Regions from separate parts of the Ovis aries genome. Here region 2 is linked to region 1. The links are chromatin contacts, called in public Hi-C maps. All regions are on one chromosome and are shown on one strand. The core of a region is the stretch at or near the end of the contact, and the rest is flanking DNA. Distances in the headings are between cores, read along the strand shown.

Evidence for each region. Hi-C and Micro-C count contacts between places; a contact is called where the count stands out from the background.
Region 2: a Hi-C map of mesenteric adipose tissue shows a contact between it and region 1, with 4 times the contacts expected there. The contact joins two enhancer-like sites. A contact is called at or near these places in 13 of 16 Hi-C or Micro-C datasets (blood, hypothalamus, liver and 6 more).

Annotation. Positions count from the first base shown.
Region 1 is chr8:62,847,137-62,854,240 of ARS-UI_Ramb_v3.0, reverse strand. No RefSeq gene overlaps it. Among named protein-coding and RNA genes, the nearest start is that of TNFAIP3, 170 kb to the left of the region's middle. Within about 2 kb of position 1,685, at least 8 of the 54 cell types and tissues checked have an H3K27ac peak or open chromatin away from gene starts, as enhancers often do.
Region 2 is chr8:63,127,314-63,134,189 of ARS-UI_Ramb_v3.0, reverse strand. It overlaps the pseudogene LOC101113418. Among named protein-coding and RNA genes, the nearest start is that of PERP, 73 kb to the left of the region's middle. Within about 2 kb of position 5,224, at least 5 of the 54 cell types and tissues checked have an H3K27ac peak or open chromatin away from gene starts, as enhancers often do.

The sequences.
Region 1 (7,104 bases), core at 436-2,935:
GACCAGCTCCTTTAGACATTTAAGTTTTGACCCCTGGCCTATCAGTAAATCAGTGACTAGGTTTTTCTAAACTGAAATTTCAGACATATAAATTCATGAGTATGAATATGTTTATGGCAGAATAAGACAAAATGCCTGATAATAGGATTGTTATGGAAAATTGTGAATACATGGATAACAATAATGATAAATGGCCTAATTCTCTATATTTGTAAACCAGTGGTTGGGGAGACCCTCAATTTAGCTTGCTGTTTTATGCCAGTAACACTGACCCCAAATTCTATTTGTAAATTTTTTTCAATAGAAAATGCACATGTTTAAAGCAAACACAGCCCTCCATGGCCAAGTTTTGTAACTTTTCTTTGGCCATGAGCCAACAGAGGAGTTTTACCTTAGAACCCTATACGCAGGGATACACGCTGATGTATTGTGCATGTGTGCGTTCAGTCTCTCAGTCATGTCCAGCTCTTTGCAACCCCATTGACGATAGCCTGCCAAGGTCCTCTGTCCATGGAATTTTCCAGGCAAGAATAATGCAGTGGGCTGCCATTTCCTTCTCCAGGGGATCTTCCTAACCCAGGAATCAAACCTGTGTCTCCTGAGTCTCCTGACTCAGGGGGATTCTTTACCGCTTAAGCCATCTGGGAAGCCCGTATTGTATATATTGTAGCATGTTATATTGTATTGTAATAATATATTGAATCATAATATAAAGTATTCTACAATGCTTGTTATGGCCTACATAGGTGATTTCCAAAACATGGATTAATTGTGACTAGTAGCTTAAAAAACTCTGTTTTTCTTTTTCTTTTTTTTTAAAGTACTACTCTAGTGGGCTGTCTACCAGGTTTTGATTTTCTTTGTTGAATACTTTTATTTACCCAAAGGATCGTTTGATTTGGGGGTTTTTTTTTGTTGTTGTTTATTTTTAAAATATGAGCCAAGCCAAATATTTTCTAGGGAAAATAATTTTTTTTCTATTGGAAACACCCTTTGGAACTTTTTGGGTCACAGATCAGAAATGTTTGGGGCTGGAAGGAATTGCAGTGGTCAACTCAGCATAAATCATTCAAATATTAGTGTTCATTCACGTTAAAGCTCTCCTAAAAAGGAAAATCACAAAAATCGCTCCCTGTGCCTTTCGACTCTTCCCGAGATAACTAGTTACCAACTTATTTGGTAAGCTCTATCTAGATAAAGAGAGGGGGAAAAAACCCTATGATTTTGTTGCACACCTAAATTGCTGCTTGATGACAGGGACAGTTTCAGAGGAGCTGAAGGATGGAGAAGTGGACCTTTACTGAGAAAAATACCTTTGAATGCAGTTATTGATGAAGAAAGATGGATCACGTGCTGCCATCTATCGGTGACGCTATGAAACAGCAGTGTCTAAAGGTTGGCAATTTTTAATGCCACTTGTTTTTCTAAAAATTCTGTTTTGCAGGGAACTCAAGTTAGTTTCACTTATTCTCCAATATTTACTTCTCAGGCAGTGTTGGCTTCACGCTAAAGCATCTGTGGATGGAAATGACCCATCTTTCACCCTCACGAAGTTTGTCTGTAAAGTAGACTAAAGGGAAGGGGGAATTCCCACCCTGTTTCATTACTGTCCAAGCCGACATACTTCCCCTTCAGGATGGTTTGAAGGAAGGCGGGACTGTCTGCTCATGTCAGAGTTGATTTCAAAGAACGTTCTGTTCCCAGCCATTAGATATCTCTGATTGCTTCACTGGTCTCATGATTACCCTATGCTATGTGCAGAGCACGACTTTAAACCAAAATAGTCCCACCCTGTTTGGAAGCTTGTTGATTCTATGAATGCTGCACCATTGTGAATAGCCCTGTGAGTTTATCTATTAGTGAGGAAAACAGGACATAGAGGCTCTCCTGCTTTCATTCTTAAAGGGTCCCTGTTCATTAAAAAAATTTTTTTTTTATATGGCTTGCCTAAGTAGATTTAATAAACTTGTGTATCTAAAATGTTTACACTGAATAAAATTATCATTTTAATGGAAAAATTCAATTCAATTTGTATTATTCATTATATAACTATAAGGTTTATTTAAAATATTAATTCATAAGGCATACTAGCAATGGAATGAATAGCCATGGCACACAGGTTTAAAGCACAGTGAGTATGTAAAGGCATGTATATGCCAGGCACTCTACTGAATTCTGGGATTCATCAGTGAAGAAGGCATACTAAAATTTCTAACTCTCAAGCATACATTCCGATGGGGAGAGATAAATATTGAATAAAGGAAGCCGACAATTATATATAGCACTGGAAATAGTGATGAGTGTTGCTGGGACTGGGCTTGAGGAATGTGTTTGGCAGGATGGGTTGTATTTTGAGTTGGGTGGTTAGCCTATGGAGAAGCTGGCATCTGAGCAGAGACGTGGAGTATGTGAAGGTATTAGCTATGTGGGTGTAGGGAGGAGAACTCCAGGCAAGGGCAGCAAGCAGCTCGTGCAAAGGCCCTGAGGCAAGAGTGTTCCTGATTAATGAAGGAGGCTGGCTTGGCTGGAGTGAAGAGGAGGGCAGTGGAGACTAGGAGATGAGGTTGGGAGAAAAATCTGTTGGGCCTACCTAACTACGCTGGGTTTATTTAACTACCCAGAACGCTTTAGGTCAGGGATTCCATGTGCTAAACCCAGATAGCAGCTATGTGGCCCTGTTCTAACATCCGCAGCTTCTCAAGGCCAGGAAAGCACATGGCCTCAGTCGGTACATCCTGAAGAAGCAAATCTGCTTTGCCTACCTCGCCTCTGTGCCTGGTGCCTTCACCCCTCAGACTGGCTCTCATTCTTTCTCCTTCAGAGCAGCCTTCAGCTTGGCACAGGCACCAGGCAGAGGAGGAAGGGCAGTGGCTGACTCTGGGCCCCACCTCCATGCCACACTTCTGCTCCCAGGATAGCAACAAACCCAGCTGGGATCTGTGTTATTCGTGCTTCCTGATGCTGATTCTGAAGCCTCAGAAAGGATGGTGTTGCCAGACGTCAGTAAGCCGTGCACCTCCTCTCTCTCCTTCTTGGTCTCAAAGTTAACATCATCCTTATGTTTAACATCTGTGCTAAATGTCCTCTCATTCTTACTCCCAAATTTTCTCTAATTCAAAGTTTTTCAGCTTCAACCCTAATGACCTTTTGGGCTGGATAATTTTTTATTGTGGGGGCCACCTTTTGTATTATGGTGCAGTCGTGTATTGGAGGATTCTTGCTATTTTGTTTAGTTGCTATATCATGGCTGACCCAATTGGACTGTAGCCCCCTAGGCTCCTCTGCCTTTGGAATTTCCCAGGCAAGAATACTGGAGTGGGTTGCTGTTCCCTCTTCCAGGGAATCTTCCTGATCCAGGGATCAAACCTATGTCTTATGCACTGGCAGGCAGATTCTTACCACTGAGCCACCTGGGAAGCCTCTTTTATAGTATACTACTGTTGCTGCTAAGTCGTTTCAGTTGTGTCCTACTCTGTGTGACCCCAGAGACGGCAGCCCACCAGGCTCCCCCATCCCTGGGATTCTCCAGGCAAGAACACTGGAGTGGGTTGCCATTTCCGTCTCCAATGCATGTCCCTTCTCCTTTCTTCCCATACTCCACCTTCTTAGATGGATTTCCTGGTGGCTCAGTCAGTAAAGAATCTGCCAACAATGCAGGAGACCCAGGTTCAGTCCCTGGGTTGGGAAGATCCCCTGCAGGCAGAAATGGCAACCCACTCCAGTATTCTTGCCTGGAGAATTCGATGGACAGAGAAGCCTGGTAGGCTATAGTCCACGGGGTCATGAAGAGTCAGACGCAACTGACTGACTAATACTTTTCCTTTCCTTTCCACCTTCTTATGTAATCTTAATCTGTCAATGATTATTTCTGGACCAATTAGAAGGGAGGTGCTGGCCCTTTGCTCTGCTAGCTACTAGTACAATATGTCTCCCTCAAAGCTGCTGTTTTAATCACCTTATCTGCATCCCAACTCCCTGATGTATTGATGCTGTTTGGACAGTGTGGTTCTTTCATATATGGTCTGACTTTTACCCAGTAAATAATCATGTCTTTATTGTCTTTATTTGGTAATTTTCCTTGTGAACTTGAGAAATGTTTTTTGTTGACAATAATACTAACGACAGAAAGCTCCAAAGCATTGTTAGACGCCAAAATAATCTTTGGCAGAAAATCCTGGGAAACTCCCGGACTAGTGGGAAAATTACTGGGTTTTGTATGATATGACAAGCCTTCATGGATCCTAGGGAGGGAGCTGTTAGCTGAGTTGCAGGTGGAACTGATGAAACATTTATTATGAAATGTTATATAAAATGAGTGGTTGAGAAGTGATAGAAACTGATCTCAGCCTTCCACATTATAATCAGAGAAAGCGCAGCTCAGAGACAGTGAGAGCCTGAGAGGCCCATGAGAAATCAGCTAACATAATCCCCTCATTTAGGAAATAGCAAAACAGAGGGCAGAGAATAAATGCTTTTCCCAAAGGACCTAAAGAACATCAGAGTCTGGATTTGAACTCAGAGCTCCTGATTCGCTGTTCTGATTTGTGATGAAGTTTCCTCAATCCATGTGTGTGTGTGTTGTGTGTGTGTGTGTGTGTGTGTGTGTGTGTGTGTTAGTTGATCAGTCATGTCCAACTCTCTGTAACCCCATGGACTATAGCTCTCCAGGCTCCTCTATCCATGGGATTCTTCAAGCAAGAATACTGGAGTGGGTTGCCATTTCTTTCTCCAGGGGATCTTCCCAACCCAAGGATCAAACTGGGGTCTTTTGCATTGCTGGGAGACTCCTTACCATCTAAGCCACTGGGGAAGCCCCTTCCTCAATCCATAGAAACATTTAAAAAATAAGGATATTTTAGAAAGGCTGTCCTAAATAAGAATTTGTTACTTTTTTAAAACTGTCATTTATCCTGAGATTTATGCCCTTCTGGCCCTTACATCTTTTTTTTTTTTTTAGAAAAATTATTGTCTCTATTAATAAATAATGACTCTAGATGTATTTGGAGTTTTGGGGGTTTTCTTAGTGCTTGTATTTTGGCAATGCCAAAGCAATTTACCACCACCACCACTTAAAAACAAAACAAAACAAAAATCTGGGAACCATTGATGTAGACTCCTTTGGTCCAAAGAATGAGAGAGATTTTCTTTTCTCTAGAGGTCAAGGCAGGAGGCACAGGCCCATTGGGTGACAGAAGATGGAGACCCCAGATGAGCAATTTCTATGATATCCAATGACCCAGACTTTGGCTTCTCTGGAATCACTCTTCTTTTTGCCATTCACTCCCTCTCAGTGAATGAGAACTGTTTGGAGACCTTGGGCATGACTCTGGCCATGGGGCCCCTCTGGATCACCAAGGTGCCCATATCTGCTCTGAACAAGACTCCTAGGTGTTTCTGGTTGGAGCAGGTGGGGGTTGGACTCTGAGCTTCTCTTTGTTCTTGCTGGATAGGGCTCACTCCAAGAGGCAAAAGCACTAGAATATTACCAGTAGTTTTCCAATTTCCTTAAGCTCTGTGTTTGAGAAAAGAATACCAAGACCCAAGGAAAGCCTTTTCGATCATTACAGGAACAAGACTGACACTGCTCCTCATCACACCATTAGCCCCTGGCTCATTCCTGCCCCTAGGAAACGGGAGGCCCAAGTTACTAGAAAAGTTTCATCAGGCTTGAGTTCCCACCAAAACGTCCTGGTCTACCAGTTTGACCAGACTATTCAGATTCCTCATTTACATCTCAACAGAGACTTCTAAAGACACCAAAAAATAATCAGAGGAAGTGTGTGAAATCCAGGGCCCTCATAGTTGGAGGCTGACACCCCTTATGCTTGTGAGAGCCCTGCAAATCATGCAGATCCCAGCTGCCAACTAACACAGAACGAAGGATATGAAGGATTTTCAAAGAGGAAGAGGACAGCTGGATGGCTCAGAGGGCTGCAAGAGTGTTCAAACGAAAAGGAAACCAAGAAAGGAAAGAAGTTTGGTCAACGTTTCTCTGTGTGCCCTCATCTTCTCATTGAATTGCTTTTGTTCCAGTTGCCATCCTGTGTCAGGAGCCAGACAAGGCTTCACTGGGCTGGACTATTCTAGTAAGTTTATATCTGGTCAAGGACGAAATTGCTTTTACATGTTGATTATTTCTTGGACTGTTTTTGGTGGTCTCACGTGACACATCGGCGGTTCCAGGAAGCAGCAGCTGAAGAGAAGAGAGAAGGGAACCAGTCATGTCAAGGGCTTTGTGAGAGACTATGCTCGGAAGTTCAGCATGTGCTTCCTCATTTAATCTGCACAGCCAGCCCACCTGGGGGAATTATTATCCCCACTTCACAGAGAAGGAAACAGCTCATCAGAGGAGTTAGGTAACTTACCCCAGGTCACAGGGCTAAAAGGGGACAGAACTCATATTCAGATCCAGATCTTCCTGTCTCTAAAGAAAGCATTTCACAGGACTGCAGGGCTGTCGGGCATCCGGCCATCCAGTGTGTTTGGGAAATGGGGAAGGACAGTGTGCTTTCTGAACTGTGATATGACATGACACAGAAAAATCTAAGGTACACAGGCCAGAAAAAAAAAAAACAAACAAACAAACAACAACCCAGAAAACTTATAGATACAGTCAGCATCAACACACAGCACAGCATTCATCTGTTTGTACCAGGCTTTCTGTGGCCCTCTGTGTCCGAAGGACTCTGTAGAGAGCCATGCCTGCCTCCAGAGGCACTTCGGCAAAGGAAAGACAAGAACTTGTAGTCAACAAAAAATAGACTCAGGATTGCAGTTCTCCATCTGAGCCAATATGAAGGTGGATGTTTGATGAGCTTGTATTTCTAACAGTTTCTGGAGTCAAGGAGCTTGTAAAATTGCATAACATCTTTATTGCAGAACTATTGTTCAGTTGACTCGCCCTTTCATCTCAGATAATTAAGGTTAACTGATGTCAGATATGTTCTAGGTTTAGAGCTAAAATTATTATACTTAAGGAGGCAAAAGAATCTCAAAAAAACTTTTTAGAAAATGTCAAATCCTTAGGATCCAACATGTGTGATTTTGTGACAGCTCAGGAAATCCGCTGGCTTCTGCATCAGATCTGAAGATCGTTTACATTCC
Region 2 (6,876 bases), core at 3,975-6,474, 280 kb before region 1:
ACAGGTGGAGCAGAGAGGATTTTGAAGGCAGTAAATTAATCTGATACCATAATGATGGATACTTGTTATTATACATTTGTCAAAACTCATGGAATAGGTCAAGTCCAGACAAAATCTATCCTCAGAGTCATTTTCATGTTACAGTTATGACTAGTTTATTTTTGAAACAAAACTTGGGGAACTTTATCTGACAAATATGGGAACCATGGGAGAAAAAGTTTGAAGTCTGTGCTACTTATATGAATCCTTGACCTGAACTAAAATGTCAGTTGGATTTTCCAGAAAAGGCTGCCTTAAAAGAAAAAAGAAAAGAGAGCCCTTAGAATTTCTGGCATTAGCATCTGGTGCCTATGTAAATCTGGCTCTTCCTAGATTGGCAGCTTACCCACTGTGGTCATTTCTGGAGCTTGTAACACTCTCAGCTACCAATTTCGTTTTGAAAGCTATTTAAGGTTCAGTGTGCAAAGTCATTCTCAACAAATGTCTGTTTTTCTCCAGTCTTTTCATTGACTGGTTTCTTCTTTTGTTTTGGATACTCAATTCTTGGAAATCAACTTGCAACTAAGAAGACACTTGGGCACAGGAATTAGACTATGTGTTTGAATACCCATTCATTTATTCATTCCTGTAGTAAAAACTTCCTGAGCACCTGCCACGGACCCCGCACAGTTCTAGGTGCTGGGGACTAAACAACGAATAAAGCAGGGAAACTCCTTCCTCTTCTGGGTCTGACATTGTAGTGGAGAAGAGTGACCACTGCAAATAATCAAGTCTATAGTATGTCTGATGGTGGTAAGAACAATGCAGAAAAATGAAGCAGGGAGACGTGAATCATGTGTCAGAGGCGCACCTCACAGATCTTAAGAAGTGAAGGAACTGCCGTGTTTGTATTGAGGAAGGAGACTTGGGAGGAGTAAGTGGCCAGAACAAACACTGAGGCAGGGATGTGCCTGGTGTGTTTGAGGAACAGTATGGGCTGCAGCTGAGTGAGCAAGAGGAAATGAGGTCAGAGAGTAAAGCAAGGCAGGTCGCAGGGTCTGTAGGCCACCCAAAGCCTTTGGCTTTTACTCAGAACACGATGGGAGCCACTGCAAGTCTTTAAGCACAGATGTGACATGTTGGGACTCACTTTTTTCAATACCAAAGAAAATCATTTTAATGTGTAGTAGCTTTCTTCTTGGGCTTTTATTATTCTCCACTTCTTACATGTGTAATTGGATTACACAAAATATTTTTGTATTTTATTCTTGTTTATAATAAGCATTTGCTATTGCAAACATTTTAATGGTTGCACAACTTTCCATCATGTGGATAAATCATAGTTTATTTGGCTTTCTGAAGTGACAAAACAACAAAACCAGAATCTGCAGAAGGAAGTAAAATTACCATCTAAGTTATGCGAAAAAGTGAAAGTGTTAGTCATTCAGGTGTGTCCAACTCTTTACGACCCTGTGGAATGTAGTCTGCCAGGATCCTGTGTCCATGAAATTCTCCTGGCAAGAATACTGCAGTGGGTTGCCATGTGCTGTATACAAACATTGTTGTGTAGTTGCTAAGTCGTGTCCGACTCTCTTGCAACCTCATGGACTGCAGCTCTCCAGGCTCCTCTGTCCATGGCATATCCCAGGCAAGAACACTGGAGTGGGTTGCCATTTCCTTCTCCAGGGACTTATGTTTTTAAAGAATCACTGGCTGCTGTGTTGGGAAGTGATGGAGGTGGGGGAGGACAGGAATCAGGACATACTAGGACCTGGTGGAGTTGTCTTTTTTTTTTCTACTTCCCTGGTTTATTTGTCTTAAGACATGTTATCTTGTAACTTGAACATCTAAGTTATGCCCTGAAAATTCAAAGCAAAAAGTAAAATCATACGGAAAACCCGAAACGTCAATACATCTAAACAGACGTTTGCTTGTAGTTTTTGGTATCCAAAACCTTTTTTCCACACATAGCGCAGATGCCCTTTTTGTAGGCACAGCCCTGGCAATAATGAGAACGGGGTTGGTGTACAGAACTTTTACAAATTCTGCAAGTGGAGAACTTATTCTTTCCATACGGATCAAACCTTGCTTTTTTTTGAGGTCAAAGCCTTATTTTCGTTCAGCTTTCTTCCACCGCTTTCTGTGGTATTCCTTGCACCATCTTTCCATGTATCTGGAGTGATAACAGTACCAAGCTTCTTTTCACATTTTTCGCACACCATCCTTTCGCGATGATACCCTCAGCCGCAGAACAAGCAGCAGCTGGAAGATATCAACACTACAGCCAAGCTGGAGTTGTCTTTGATTCATTACTCGAAACACTAATTCTAAACTCAAACCTTGATGGCCACTTGCTTCTCACAACTGTCCTCTTCTGGAAACAAGGTGGCTCCACAGGTTGGCGCCTACCCACCTTTCCTCACCTCACAGGCACCCCCTACTGGCTGTAATCAGAACTGAAGGGCTCTGGCTCACAGACTTCAGAGCCTAGTTCCCTGCACTGTCACCTAATGAGAGGAGGAGAAAGAGGGAAGTGAGAGTAAAGGGAACATCCTACGCTGGGATTCCTTATTTGAGAGGCATGGACAGATAACCATATTCACAGGGCTTTCCTGGAGAATTCCCTTTGTGAATCTGGTTTGGCTGTACTAGTTGACTCCCCCCGTCACAGAAGGGTATCAAGGAGAGCAGAGTCACGGAGTAACAGACAGGTGTGAACAGATGGGTCATGTAGACTGACATGCCTGGTCCTGGACACGAAGATAAGAGCAGCTGGAGAAAGACCTGGGAGAGGTAATGTGGGGAGAACCAGTGCGTGCTTAATCAGGAACAATGAGCCTCCCCTGCCCTGCTTTGTGGCATGCGAGAGAGAAATGAGTTTGAAGTCCTGTCTGGGATTCCCTGAAGTCTGGAGGAAGCTGGGTGGTGTCTGATGGGCAGCCCCTCTATTACTAAGTGGAAAGGTCAGTGATGGTCACTATCTGCAATACTAAATGACATTTCTCAGTAACATCATTTCTGCTTTATGGCAGAAAGCAAAGAGGAACTAAAGAGCCTCTTGATGAAGGTGAAAGAGAGGGAAAAAGCTGGCATAAAACTCAACATTCAGAAAACAAAGATCGTGGCATCCTGTCCAATCACTTCATGGCAAATACATGGGGAAACAGTGCCAGGCTTTATCGTCTTGGGCTCCAAAATCACTGCAGATGGTGACTGCAGCCACAAAATTAAAAAAAAGCTTGCTCCTTGGAAGAATAGCTATGACCAACCTAGACAGCATATTAAAAAGCAGAGACATTACTTTGCTGATATGGCCTGTCTAGTCAAAGCTATGGTTTTTCCGGTAGTCATGTATGGATGTGAGAGTTGGACCATAAAGAAGGCCGTGTGCTAAAATATTAATGCTTTTGAGCTGTGGTGTTGAAGAAAATTCTTGAGAGTCCTTTGGACTGCAAGGAGATCAAACCAGTCAGTCCTAAAGGAAATCAGGCCTGAATGTTCATTGGAAGGACAGATGCTGAAGCTGAAGCTCCAATAATTTGGCCACCTGATGCGAAGAGCCAACTCATTGGAAAAGACCTTAATGCTGGGAAAGATTGAAGGCAGGAGGAGAAGGGGATGACAGAGGACAAGATGATTAGATGGCATCACTGACTCAGTGGACATGAGTTTGAGCAAGCTCGGGGAAATGGTGAAGGACAGGGAAGCCTGGCGTGCTGCAGTCCATGGGGCTGAAAAGAGTCAGATACCACTGAGCAACTGAACAACAGCAACATCGTGCCTTATAGAGCTTTGCACAGAGCAGCCTTCATAAATGCTTAGGGAGAAAAATTGAAGACTCTGTTGTAAAAGTGTCACCTTTTGAATAGCAGTCTCTGAGTTTGTCCACAGCACAGTGCCCTCTAGGATAAAAATAGATTATAGTCCATAAATGTCTTGCAATTATATTCTTACAGATTGAATTTGTCATATGTATTTTTATGACTATTCAAGAAGACAAACTGAGTGATGAACTTCTAATCACTGTCTCTGTAGGTAAACCATCAGATGGCTTACAGAATGGAATTATTCCAGATGGCTGAATGTATATAGAGTCCAGAGTAATTTAAATGTTTGAGACATGACAGGAGTATAATGTCCATAGTAAAACCAAAAAGTCAGAGATATTCAGCTTCTTACCCTGGCTCTCATCTTACCTAACTGTACATTCTTAGACACTTACGTTTGAGATGACATGATATCTGTGTTTACCATCAGTCAGGCACTGTTTTAAGTTCTTTATGTGTATTCACTTGTATAAACCTCACATGCTGCTGCTGCTGCTGCTAAGTTGCTTCGGTCGTGTCTGACTCTGTGTGACCCCATAGACGGCAGCCCACCGGGCTCCTCTGTCCCTGGGATTGAATGCTATTATTATTCCCACTTTACAGATGAGGAAACCAAAGCACAGGAAGATGAAGTGACTAGTTCAGAGACATATGTATGTTGGGCATCCCTGAGACCTACCCCAGGTTGAGTGATCTGCTAGGACGACTTACAGGACTCAGCATGCAGTCATGCTCATGGCTGTGATCCATTACAGTGAAAAGATACCAAGTAAAATAAGCAAAGGAAAAAGGCACAGAGAACAAAGTTGAGGGGAAACCAGACACAAGCTTCCAAGAGTCCCCTCCTGATACAGTCACCCAGGATGCACTAATGTCCCCAACAAAGAGTGGTGACAACACATGTGAAGTGACTCCCAAGGAAGCTCATTAGTGACTCAATGCCTGGATACTTACTGGAGGCTGGTTGTGTAGACGATCTCTGCCCAGCATGTGTACAAATTCCAGGCTCCCAGAAGGAAAGCAGATATTCAGCGTGAATTGTACTGCTTGCCCAGTTCAGGCACAGGAGGCACGCTTATCAATTTGGGAAATGGAGTGAACAGTCTCAAAATCCAAGTTGCTAGATACCAACCAAGGATCAACCTCACAGAGAAGCCTTTTCAAGACCAGTAGTCACACTTAATATGTCAACACTTTTCTGTTCATGCATCTGCTAACTGGAAGGGCTAGGCTTCCATCACAAATAGATTCTGGAGGCCAACTGCTGAAGCACTGTCCATGGGTTATCAGAGGTGTCCAACAGATAGATTCAGGATCCTGGAATTCAGGGGAGAGTCTGGTTAGAGATGTCGGTATGGGAGTTGCTGGCCAGAGTCACACTGAAAGCTGAGGAAGTGAATGTAGTCTGAGCTGAAAAAAGGTCAGAGGACTCTACCCTGAGGCACTCCCCACATCCAGAGTTCATGTGAGGATGAAGTTCAGTGGACAATAAAAAGAGGCCAGTGCATTCAGAGGAAAACCAAGAGGAAGTCATGACCGACCAGCCAAATGAAGTTAGTGTTTCAAGAAGGGAGAGAGGGACAACAGATACTGCGAATGGATGAGACAAAAAAGACTCTGCAGTGACCCTGGGGCTTGACCATGTGCCGGTTGCTGTCTTTGCCCAGAACTCTTGCAGTGGGAGAGTCAGGCAGAAGTCTGACTGGAGTGGGTTCTAGAGAGCATGGGAAGAATGAAAGTGGAGATCACAAAGGATTAAAAAACTCTTTAAGGCATTTTGCTCTAAAAGAAAAGGGACAAGTGGGATAATAACTCGGGGGGGAAAGTAGATTTCAGAAGATGTGTGTGTGTAACATGGGAGCTATTCTAGCATGTTTGTATGTTATGGGGACTGCGCTAAGACAGGAGGGAAAGGACTGAGGCATGAGATCAGGTGGGCCATGGTGTCCGTGAGTAGGTGAAAAGGGATGGGACATAATGTACAGAATTGGTTTTTATTGACCTAATGATCATGAGCTGCTCCTCCAGAGTTGCAGAAGGGAAGGCAAATGGTCTGAGCACCTAGGCAGGTGGGGTGGGTGGGTGAATGGGGAGATGACAGGGTGTGGAATTTCTCTTTTGGTTGCTTCAACTTTCACCATAAAATGGAAGCAAATGTTTAGCAGAGTCAGGAAGAGGGAGAATGCGATGGAAGTTTGAAGAGGGGGGAAGGTACGTGATCGTCATCTACAAGGTCACGGGAGCGAGCTGACTCGGGAAATATGACAGAACTGCTTGGGTTAGTATGGGCCTAGCAGAATCTCAGATATCTGCTGCCATGAATTTAAAATAAGACCAGCTGCCATGGTGGGGTGTTTTTTCTAGCCCTGTGCGGGGGTAGGGCTGCAGGCACAGAGTGATAGTTCAGTTCAGTTGCTCAGTCATGTCTGACTCTTTGCGACCCCATGAATTGCAGCATGCCAGGCCTCCCTGTCCATCACCAACTTCCGGAGTTCACTCAGATTTACGTCCATCGAGTCAGTGATGCCATCCAGCCATCTCATCCTCTGTCATCCCCTTCTCCTCCTGCCCCCAATCCCTCCCAGCATCAGAGTCTTTTCCAATGAGTCAACTCTTCACATGAGGTGGCCAAAGTACTGGAGTTTCAGCTTTAGCATCATTCCTTCCAAAGAAATCCCAGGACTGATCTCCTTCAGAATGGACTGGTTGGATCTCCTTGCAGTCCAAGGGACTCTCAAGAGTCTTCTCCAACACCACAGTTCAAAAGCATCAACTCTTCGGTGCTCAGCCTTCTTCACAGTCCAACTCTCACATCGATACATGACCAATGGAAAAACCATAGCCTTGACTAGACGGACCTTAGTCGGCAAAGTAATGTCTCTGCTTTTGAATGTACTATCTAGGTTGGTCATAACTTTTCTTCCAAGGAGTAAGAGTCTTTTAATTTCATGGCTGCAGTCACCATCTGCAGTGATTCTGGAGCCCAAAAAAACAAAGTCTGACACTGTTTCTATTGTTTCCCCATCTATTTGCCATGAAGTGATGGGACTGGATGCCATGATCTTCGTTT